Regions from separate parts of the Sus scrofa genome. Here region 1 is linked to region 2. The links are chromatin contacts, called in public HiChIP or PLAC-seq maps. All regions are on one chromosome and are shown on one strand. The core of a region is the stretch at or near the end of the contact, and the rest is flanking DNA. Distances in the headings are between cores, read along the strand shown.

Region 1 (4,817 bases), core at 320-2,819, 330 kb before region 2:
TCAGCAGTTCTCCAGGACGTCTTCACTTCCAAGAGTTTCCGTTATACAGCAAGATTGCTTTGTAGCCAAGTTACCTCAAAGGGGTTTGTTTTAAAAAAAATAAGCAAATGGACCAACAATGCATTTCATCTGCCAGGTAGGGACTCTTGGCACTTATGCTGCCAGTTCAGACAGGAGAGCTGTAACCTGCGAGGGGTACTGTGCACTGACACGTGGAAGAGCAATGGACAGGACTGCTTCAGTTTTCATCCCTGACGCAGTTTATAAAAATACATAGAAAACGTGTTTCCTAAAGCAGGAATCCTCTTGCCGGACTCTTGCTTGTATACATGCCATCCAAGCACTCTCGCAATCGTCCCGCTATTCACCATCTCCCTTTGTGATCCGCTGCTAAGTCGGCTTTCTCCCCGGCCAGTAAAGGCTGCACAGTGGTTAGAGGCAGGGCGCCAGCAGCCAGCATGCTCACTGCCAGTCCAGCTTTAAGAGGACATGGACTTCCTTTCCTTCCGTTCCCCCCCCTGCCAGGGCTTGGGCACCTACTGCGGACCCTCCCCCAGAAGTCCCAGACCCTCGGCGATGGACCCTGGTGCTCTGTGCTTGGTTTAGGTCCTCAGTCCTGCGGTGCCCACATCTGCAGAATCTGCACATCCACACATCTGTGGCTAATTCCCAGTCCCGTGGCTCTTGGCCGGGACTCTACATCAGAATGACTTTAGGAGATTAACAAAGTATAAATCCTAGGTTTCATCGGCCTGAGTGAGACATGGCTGGGCCTCAAGATCTTCAAAAGCTACCCCACCCCAACTCTACCGTACGGCGCAGCTGAGAACCCCATCTCAAGGGCTGGAAGCCCATCGGTGGCATTGGTCAAATGTGGTAAACATTACAGGGAGGCTCTGCGGGTATTTCTAGGCCGTATCCTAAGTGCATATCCACTGCCCATACACACATGAAACAACGTGCATCAAGGTCAGACTGGCACACATAAACCAACAAAGAGCTGTTACTGTTTTTCTCGAATAAGCTGAATTTGTCTATTAGCGGTAACAGACAATAATTCTTTCCCACTGAACTGCCCCAGAGTCAACAGGACCTGCCGCAGATCAAGACGAAGCCAGGTGTGCTTGTTCCTTCTTGAAGACATGTAAAAACAGCTCCCTTCATCAGGACTGTGATCTGGCCTGGCTCTGCGAAAGCGGTGTGCCTTTCTGAGAGAGATGTCTGCTTCACTTAAATCCCTTTCAACAAAAATTTCAGGTTCAAATTTTCATTCTCTTGCAGTCTTTCTAAACTGTTTGCTTTTGTAGAAAAATGAGTTTTCCTAAAAATATACCTTACAAAGTTCAGTGCTCAGAAAAGTTACAAAAATAGACTTACATGTAAAAATGCTGTCTGCGTGTGTCTGCAATAGTACCAAAAGATGTGTCCCTGCTATTGCTGGTGTGACGGGTGACAGAGGCAAGGGTTTCTATTCAGAAAGGTTCTACGGCCCCAGCAAGGAAGTAAGCAGGTCAGGGTGTAATGTGCTCATCACAAGAGAGAAATGCAGAACAGACCAAGTTCCAGCGAGCAGCTCTCCCTCTGGGGCCGGAAACGGAATGTTCTAGCTGGCTTCTTAGAAAATGAAACTGTCTGGGGCTTCATCAAGGCTCAGATTTTCAGGATGAGCTGGCTTCTGTGACAAGGCAGCCGAGGCTCCTAGCGGCCACGTCCAGGCATAAAGCCTGGGCTGCTTCTGGTCCTGCCTCGCGACTCTTTCACAGGTCTCTCTGACTCTGCCCTGACCTGGGAGCATGGTGTAGACGCAGAGGCCAGCACAACTGAAGTGACCTTCAGGGAAGGGGTTCGACTCTGGCTTCCCACGTGGGGAAGCCCCGGGATTCCAGTTCCATTGGTCCTGTTATGCCCACCGGGGACCCCAATGGGCAGCGAGGGTGAGGGCCTCGAGTCACTGTAACTCCACAGCCTCACGCCCCAGGCGCACAGCCCCGGCCTGCGCTGGGTGCACCAGGGGCCCAGGGCCAGCGGACCCTGCCAGCACTTCCTCGGCACCAGCTGCCTCCCAAAATGGAGCTCAGCAGGGTCACTGGGGGTGCTCAGAAAGTCCCTGGGCCCAGGCAGCACCTGAGACAAATTCCATCACTCCCACTCCCCAGAGCAGCCGGCCTGGGAACCGCTGCCTTCGTACTTTGTGATCCATGGCTCACACGTATCTGCACTTTTGGCAGAGGAGGGGCTAAAGCTCAAAATTAAGAAATACCTAAGCATTTGGAAGATTCATCTCGGTCCTCTCGAGGTGACAGAGCTACTTTTCATAGAGCTTGATGATGACAGGGACCCTTAAGGAGTCTGTGAGAAGATTATATAAGGCCCATGGCACAGCGGACCCTTGAATGACTCAGGGGTTGGGGTGCTGTCCCGCCAACCTATAACCTTGCCACTGGCCCGCTTGAGCCACTGGGTTTTTTTAATCCACAGACTCAACTAAGTGGGGTCGTGTAGTGCCATCCTGTTCACTATTGAAAAAAAAATCCACCCACACCATTCAAACCTGTGTTGCTCAAGGGTCAGCTGTAAATGTTAGCTTCTAACTCTTACCATCCCCTGATCTGTCTCCAAAGGCCAGACATGGAGCTGGCCTTCCAGGACCTGGCCAAGGAAGAAACAGTGGACTGGCTCTCCGTGGGGCCTCAGGGCCTGGTGTCAGCTAGGAGAACCAAAGTGACAAGTGGCAGCTTTGGGATCGGGCCAGAGCCACGACGTAGGAATCCCGCAGCCCTAGGAGCCCCACTCCTGACCGCCAGGGACCTCTGGCCCTGAACCTCCCTGGACAGAGAAAGAACATTTGGGAAACTCAATCCTAAGAGAATTTAGCAGTTAGATTTCATGCAGGAAGCTTGAAATACAAAGAAAAAAAAAGCTTGACTAGCTCTTGCTCTTTTATTACATTATAGTAAAATATCTCAAATTACAAAAATGCTAGGATTTTCCTGCTGGGTCAGCATGTCACTGACCTCCCAAGCTCTGGGGCTTGAGGACACAACAAGTGACAGTAGAATGCGAATCATTCTCTCTCTCTGTGCTGGTAACTATCTCGCTGGCGGGCTTTCCTTCTGAGGAGAGTAAATAACAAACGTGGTTTGGTGAAAAGGGCATCAAATTTCAGATTCTTAGGAATGTTAGTTAACCTTCCAGGAATCACCTTGTAGTCCCCCGGGGGAGGGACGTGAGGGGGCTTGCTTCCCCAGGGGTTCCTTCGGCTGCTGCTTTTGAGGTTGGGCTCCCTGGCTGGGGGGAGGGCTCTTTCTGCACCACCCCCCGCCCCGTCGGGGGCCTCCTGCCCGACCCCCCAGGGCTCCTCCAAGACCAGATGCCCCACTCCCTCCTCTGTGCTACAACACGCTGGGCTGAAGCGGCTTCTGTGGCATCTGTCGTATCCTGTTAGCCAATTTTCTTCGCTAAATTGTAATTTTTGTGGAGACAGGGATTGTTTTATTTTTCTATCTTTAGCACCTCTGCCGGGCTGGAAAGGTGTTGAAGGGGGTTCAAAACAGGATATGATGGAACTGAGTCGGATATAGGTTATATTTCCTCTGAGACCAAATGAAATACTTTGGTAACAAAACCATGGGGCCCTGATCCATCTGAGTGAATAAATAACTTACAAGCTAGAGGAAAATTGTGTGTCTGTGTGTTGTGTGTGGGTGAACACAGTCACAGCATGAAAAGAACTGTCTGAAACCCCTCTTCCGTGTGGAGGGGGAGCCAGCTGGGGCACTTACAACCCAGTCTACAAAGAACCGAGGTGCCGATCGGGTGCAGGGACACAGGAGAGAAGCGAGTCCAAGTTCTAAGCAGAGGGAGGGAGTTATTTGAAGGGGATTTTTTTTTTTTTCTTCTCACGTACCTGTAGATGTTGTGACGGCATTGTCATCACTTTCAAAATCAAATTTCATATTCCCCACAAGGCACAAGGCTGTCCTTATTTCACCTGCTAGCTGCGGTGAGGGCTGCCCCAGGGCCTGGGCCCTTCGACTCAACTCACGAAAGAAAGGAAGGGCTTTGGGGCAGCTTCCCAGTGAGGCACAGAGTGCGCTTTGAGTAAAAACCCTTAAAGTAAAGTAAAAAGAAAGTTATCTTCCGTGAGTAGCCTAAACCGATTGTTTCGGACGGAAGGCCAACAGCGTTTCAAGAGCAGCTTCCGTTTCGCAGTCTCCCAGTGGGCCCGCCCTACCCCCAAACGACTTGATGCATTTTCTCCGACTCCAATTTGGGGGAACTTTCCCTTTTGCACTGTTGTTCCATCTCCGTTAAAGGCTGCTGGTATGCATGCTGATGAGTCGGCTATGAGCAGATACTGGCTAATGTTCTGATGTCCCATCTCCCCTTGCTGGAAACCACACTGAATCTCAAAACAACGGAATGGAAAATAAACAAGTAAATCCAACACATATAATCAGAAAACACTGGTCACTCAATGGAGGGTAAGTACCGTGGAGATATTTGGATAAAAGTAAGTCTGAGGAGGAATTCTACCCTCCTTTTCTCCCCTGCCCAGGAAGGGTTCAAAGTGGCTTATCCTCTTGCACCTGACATGATTTGACAGAGTACCAATCGGGCCTGCCTGGGACACGGAGAACTAGCTGGTTTTCAACTGCCTTGCAGTGGAAGAGCCTCCGAGCAGAGCCAGTGGAATCAAGTGTTAGTGGAAGGCTGGCCCGGGCTGGTCCCGTATCTGGGTGGACTCTGCGGCCCAAGTGCTACAAGTGAGCTTCTTCCTCGTTGGAAAAGCCCGTTAAAAGCAAAATCAATGACGA
Region 2 (4,823 bases), core at 823-3,322:
GTCCCACACCCAGGCGAGGCTGGAGGTCCAGGGAGTGGACACGTCGAGATGGTTTCTTCAGCTGTATTTCTCCCCAGTGCTTCTCTTCAATGATTGAGAGGGACTGGAAAGTGCTTTCAAACCTAGAAGTCTCTGGGCAGAGGGGAGAGGTTGAGGGTTAGACTGATTTTGTTTAAAGCCCACCCGCATCTACAAGCCTTCTTGACTTTGCTACCTGGGCCAAAATCTTTTTTTCAGAAGCTGCTGCATCAAGTAACATTCAGTCCCCAGTGGGACTCCACGGTGAGTGTTCCTTGCCTGTAATTTCTCTCCATTCCAGACACTCCAGGAGCCTTCAGGAATGGCCCTCGGCACTGCTTCTCGACAGAACGTGCATTTCTTTATGGCATTTTGATTCTCCTTTCCTTAAGCCATTCTTCACACTGTTACTGATATTGGACTTGCAGAAGTGCTGTGCGTCCTTAAGTGCTACCAGTTGCGGTTTGCTGAGAACCTACCATGTGCAAGATTCCGGGATAGAAACTTTATAGACAATATTACTTAATTGTCACAATGCCCCTTGGAGTGGAGGTATCTACTGTCTTCAGTTCTCAGGTGAGGGAAAGCTAACACCGTGGCACTCTCTCACACAGCACCACATTGCTGCTTCCCAACCCTGGCTTTGCTCTCGTCCTTCTGCTGCTGAGGGCCAGGCTCACGCCTTTCACACCCATGGCTTTTATTCCCAAATCCTTTTTTTCTTTGTAGGGTCCCACCTGCAGCATATGGAGGTTCCCAGGCTAGGAGTCAAATTGGAGCTGTAGCTGCTGGGCTGCACCACAGCCACAGCCATGCTGAATCCGAGCCGCATCTGTGATTTTCTGTGAGCTAGAGACAACGCTGGATCCTTAACCCACTGAGCAAGGCCAGAGATCAAACCCGCATCCTCACAGAGACTACGGAGGGTTCTTAACCCACTGAGCCACAACAGGAACTCCTACTCCCAAATTCTTATACATTCTTTATATTCAGAACCATCTGCTTGCTTCATATGAGCCTCTCCCGCTATACCCCTGCAACTGCAGAGTGATCTGCATGGACCTTCTTGGTAGCGACGTGGTCACGTGTCACACAGAGGGCTTGGGTGGCCTTGAGGTGAGTCCTGAGATCTGGTGATCCAGGACTGCAGCCCCCCCGCGCTGTGTGGCTGATACCTCAGGCCTTGGCTATTCTGGGCAGAATGAAGATGGAGAGGAAGGGCAAGAGAGGAGAGATTTTAAGGAGATATGCCACCTGCCTCGACGACCGGACATGGAAAGTGGCGGTGAATGGGAGAAAGATGGCGAGTAGGCGGCGATTCTCACAACCTTCCTGAAAACGCCAGGGTTTGGTGGGAACAGACCGGGGAGGCGAATGTGGGGACTTGGGTGGACCGTGAGAAGAGCGATGGAGCGAAGGTGGAGTCTCACTACCATTTGAGAGATGATCACAGCAAGGAGACCGTCCATAGTCGAAGAAGGGTCAGGAATCGAGCAGGAGAAAATGAGGAAAGATGACGTGGAAGAGGATTTTAAGGACCAAGCAGCCCAGGGTGTAAAATTTCAGAGAGTTTAAGATCATCTTAAATGAATCATAAGTTTAAGAAAATGGCTTTAAAATTACTGCAGCGGATGACTTGTAGAAACACACAGCAAACTAATTTGTGTCATTTCCCCCTTATGTGTCATTCTTTGGTCCCCAAGGGCCCTGAAAAACAGATATTACACTGGTAGAGAAAAATGATTTCAGTAATGGGTCATGGTAGAGCCTGCTAACAATTTATTTTTCCTACTTTACATTTTTAAGTGACATTATAAAAATAAATCCAATGAGTTTTACAAGTCAATCACATCATCTATCCCAAGGATTGATATTTATGAAGTAGGTAAAACTGGAAGGCTGACCGCGACCCCGGGGACCTTGGTGGGAATGAGGAAGCCTCAGGACACGAATTCGATGGAGGGCGTGAGGAGGGTGTCGGTGGTGGCATGAGTCACACTCTCAGGACTCAGCCATCCTATAGTTTTCCCTCACTTACCACATTTTTCTGTGCTTTGCTAACTTAGACGCATTCCAAAGACTGATCAGGAGGCAAGAAGCATTGCCAGCAATGACCCGTCATAGTGGAAATGACCTCATGACTCTCGAGCCAGCAGCGATCCGGGGCAGACTGCCGTCTTGCTTTGAGCTGAAGAGCACAGCCTTGGAAGGGAGAAGGAACACTTTGAACATCTCCCCCAAGTCCAGCTTGTTCCTCTTAGGAAAATCATCCCGGAAGGTTGGCTCCAAGACCAAAGAACGAACAGCTGAAGAGACAGCGCACATCAGGCTGAGGCCGAGAGTTCTCCACCCGCTGTGTGGGAGCGCCGCCCCGGCATGGGTGTGCATTTAGAGGCCACGGCCGGGGTCACCTCGGTGGCTGCCCGGCGCCTGTAGCCTCTGCTTGCAGTTACAGCCCCCATACATTCAGACGGCATCCACCCAGCAGGCCCCACGCACCCCCAAGACACAACCTCCAGGAAACAGGGCCTTTCCTTCTCAACTTCAGCTCCTTTTTAGTCATTCACTTCAGCATTATTCATGCTACTATTCTTTTTTTTCTTTTTTCTTTTTAGGGCTGTACCCATGGCATATGAAGGTTCCCAGGCCAGGGGTCTACGTGGAGATGTAGCCGCCGGCCTACACCACAGTACAGCAGCGCCAGATCAGAGCGTGTCTGCGACCTACACCACAGCTCAGGGCAACACCGGATCCTTAACCCACTGATCGAGGGCAGGGATCGAACCCACAACTTCATGGTTCCTGGTCAGATTTGTTTCCACTGCATCACAACGGGAACTCCCATGCTACTATTCTTTCAGTCCTTCAGCAAATATTTTCTGGATCACCTTTCTACATGCCCGGTACTGTTCTAGTGGCAAACAAGACAGACCGTGTCCTGGCTCCACCGTGTCACCTTTCAGTGAGGGGACAAGGACCCATAGTCCTGGCTTCGCAGGTCCTGCTCACTGCGGTGACTGAGCAGCAAGCCAGGGAAGGAGACCTGAGCCGGCTTCCCAGAAGGACGGGCTAATGACTAGTTGCCAGGAACAAGAGCCAACGAGGGCGTTTCCCCAGTCAGGGAACTTATACCCCTCCTCCTCAGAATGCCCACTGTACTTCACAGAACATTGCAAGGGACGGGCCTTTACAGTGACTTGGCCGTGGGACATATGTACACCTGGCTTAAGCTCTGACAGGTAACAAGACTCAGGGAGAGCCTTTCTGCTTCTGCTATTTCTCTGAATGCTTTTCTCCACTAAACTCTGTATCTGAACCCAACAGCACAAAGAACTTTGATACAAAGTTTACAAAGAAGTAAAGACAATTCCAGCAGAGACACTTGCTGTGAAGGAAACAAAATAGTGCAATGGGATTCGGAGGGGCTGAGGCGGGGTCAGGACCAACTTGGGCAGGACACTCAGGAAGGGCTTCCTGGAGGAGGTGGTGACAGAACCACGCCAGGGGTGCCAGAGGGCAGCAGCCCAGCCAAGAGAGACCTTGCGGCTCAGAGAACAGCAAGAACAGGTATGGACAAAAGGCTGAGATGGAAGCATGTGTGGGACAGAAAGACATTGAGGGCCCAGGGAATGAGGGGGGACTTCTGGGAAGCAGGCAGCGGACCGGCAAGAAATTAGATTTTGCTCTAACCACAATGAGAAGCTCTGGGAGACGCTCAAGTGAATGATTCATATAAATGGATGGCTTATTTAAGTTTATCTCTGGATCTGGAGGAGAGGGCATAGAGGCCACAGGAGCAAAGCAGGGAAGCAGTGAGGAGGGTACCCCCTGGTTTTGGAGGGGGAGGCGGGGTAGGAGGACAAAGCCCCTGATCTAGGGCACCCTTGGGTCAGTGCTGATGGGACGGGAGGGGCAGGAACAAGAATATCGGAGGCTTCCGGGAGAGAGATTGCAGTCCTTCTAGTAACTGGTGCACGTGGTCACTCCGAACTCTTCACAGTCAATCATCCAGAGCAAAGTCGGAGCCTCCTGAGGGTCTGGGGTGATGGGGACCAGGGGGGTGGTCCTGAAATGGTCTGGGGAAGCGCCGCCTCCCGGCAGGTCCTTACAGGCCGCCGCCCCCTGGGGCTTCTCGTGTCTGCAAGCGGGCCCTGGCTGCCAAGTGGCACAGATTCTTCAAACCTGGATTTTAAAGGAGGTTGAGAAGACAGACACAGCTTGGGACGCTTGCGTCTTTTCTCAGGGCCCTTATTATCTCAAGCTGCTGGGAGACTGGCCGCCAGACTTGCGGTGGGACCCGAGAATGGGTCACCGGATTCCACTAGAGCCACCAGAGGCAGGAGGCAGATGCATCTTAGGGGAACCGCGATGTGCCCGGCATTGACTGGCACACGCTATCTCTGCTAAATCCTCAAAGAGAAGCCCAGGAGGAGGGCGGGCGCTCTCCCATCTGCAGGGACCAGCTGAAGTCCCGTGGGCTTTAGAGCAGCTCGAGGTGCCCAGACGGCCCCAAGGTTCTCAGGGACGTGTCCCGCTCGCCCCCGTGTCAGGCTTGGGGTCGCCCTGCCCTCATGTCCGCCACTGCTTGGCCCTGAGCCCTGGCCTCCGCCTCCTGTGGCCCCTCCAGCGAGGTTCAGCCCTGGGGCTGGGGCTGCCTCCGCGAGAGTCAGAAACAGGGGAAATTATCAAGTGGCCCCTCCCGCCAGGGTCAACCCCCTCCGGGTCTGCTGGATGTCCTTCTCTCCCCTACGTCTTCATGTGGTCGTTTCATATCTGGGGGCCCAGAGATGAGTCAGTTATCTCCA

What was found. HiChIP or PLAC-seq counts read pairs in DNA pulled down with a chosen protein or histone mark.
Region 1: an H3K27ac HiChIP or PLAC-seq map of skeletal muscle shows a contact between it and region 2, with 8 times the contacts expected there. The contact joins two enhancer-like sites. A contact is called at or near these places in 1 of 5 promoter capture datasets (liver), 1 of 47 Hi-C or Micro-C datasets (embryonic fibroblasts) and 2 of 2 datasets of contacts at active chromatin or transcription factors (alveolar macrophages and skeletal muscle).

Annotation. Positions count from the first base shown.
Region 1 is chr9:139,473,698-139,478,514 of Sscrofa11.1, reverse strand. EGFR (epidermal growth factor receptor) reads right to left here. Exons shown (of 28, transcript NM_214007.1): 28 at 3,883-4,817. Among named protein-coding and RNA genes, the nearest start is that of EGFR, 170 kb to the right of the region's middle. Within about 2 kb of position 1,569, at least 16 of the 83 cell types and tissues checked have an H3K27ac peak or open chromatin away from gene starts, as enhancers often do. A contact at or near this core is called in skeletal muscle, where this site is marked.
Region 2 is chr9:139,146,775-139,151,597 of Sscrofa11.1, reverse strand. No RefSeq gene overlaps it. Among named protein-coding and RNA genes, the nearest start is that of SEC61G, 13 kb to the right of the region's middle. Within about 2 kb of position 2,072, at least 21 of the 83 cell types and tissues checked have an H3K27ac peak or open chromatin away from gene starts, as enhancers often do. A contact at or near this core is called in skeletal muscle, where this site is marked.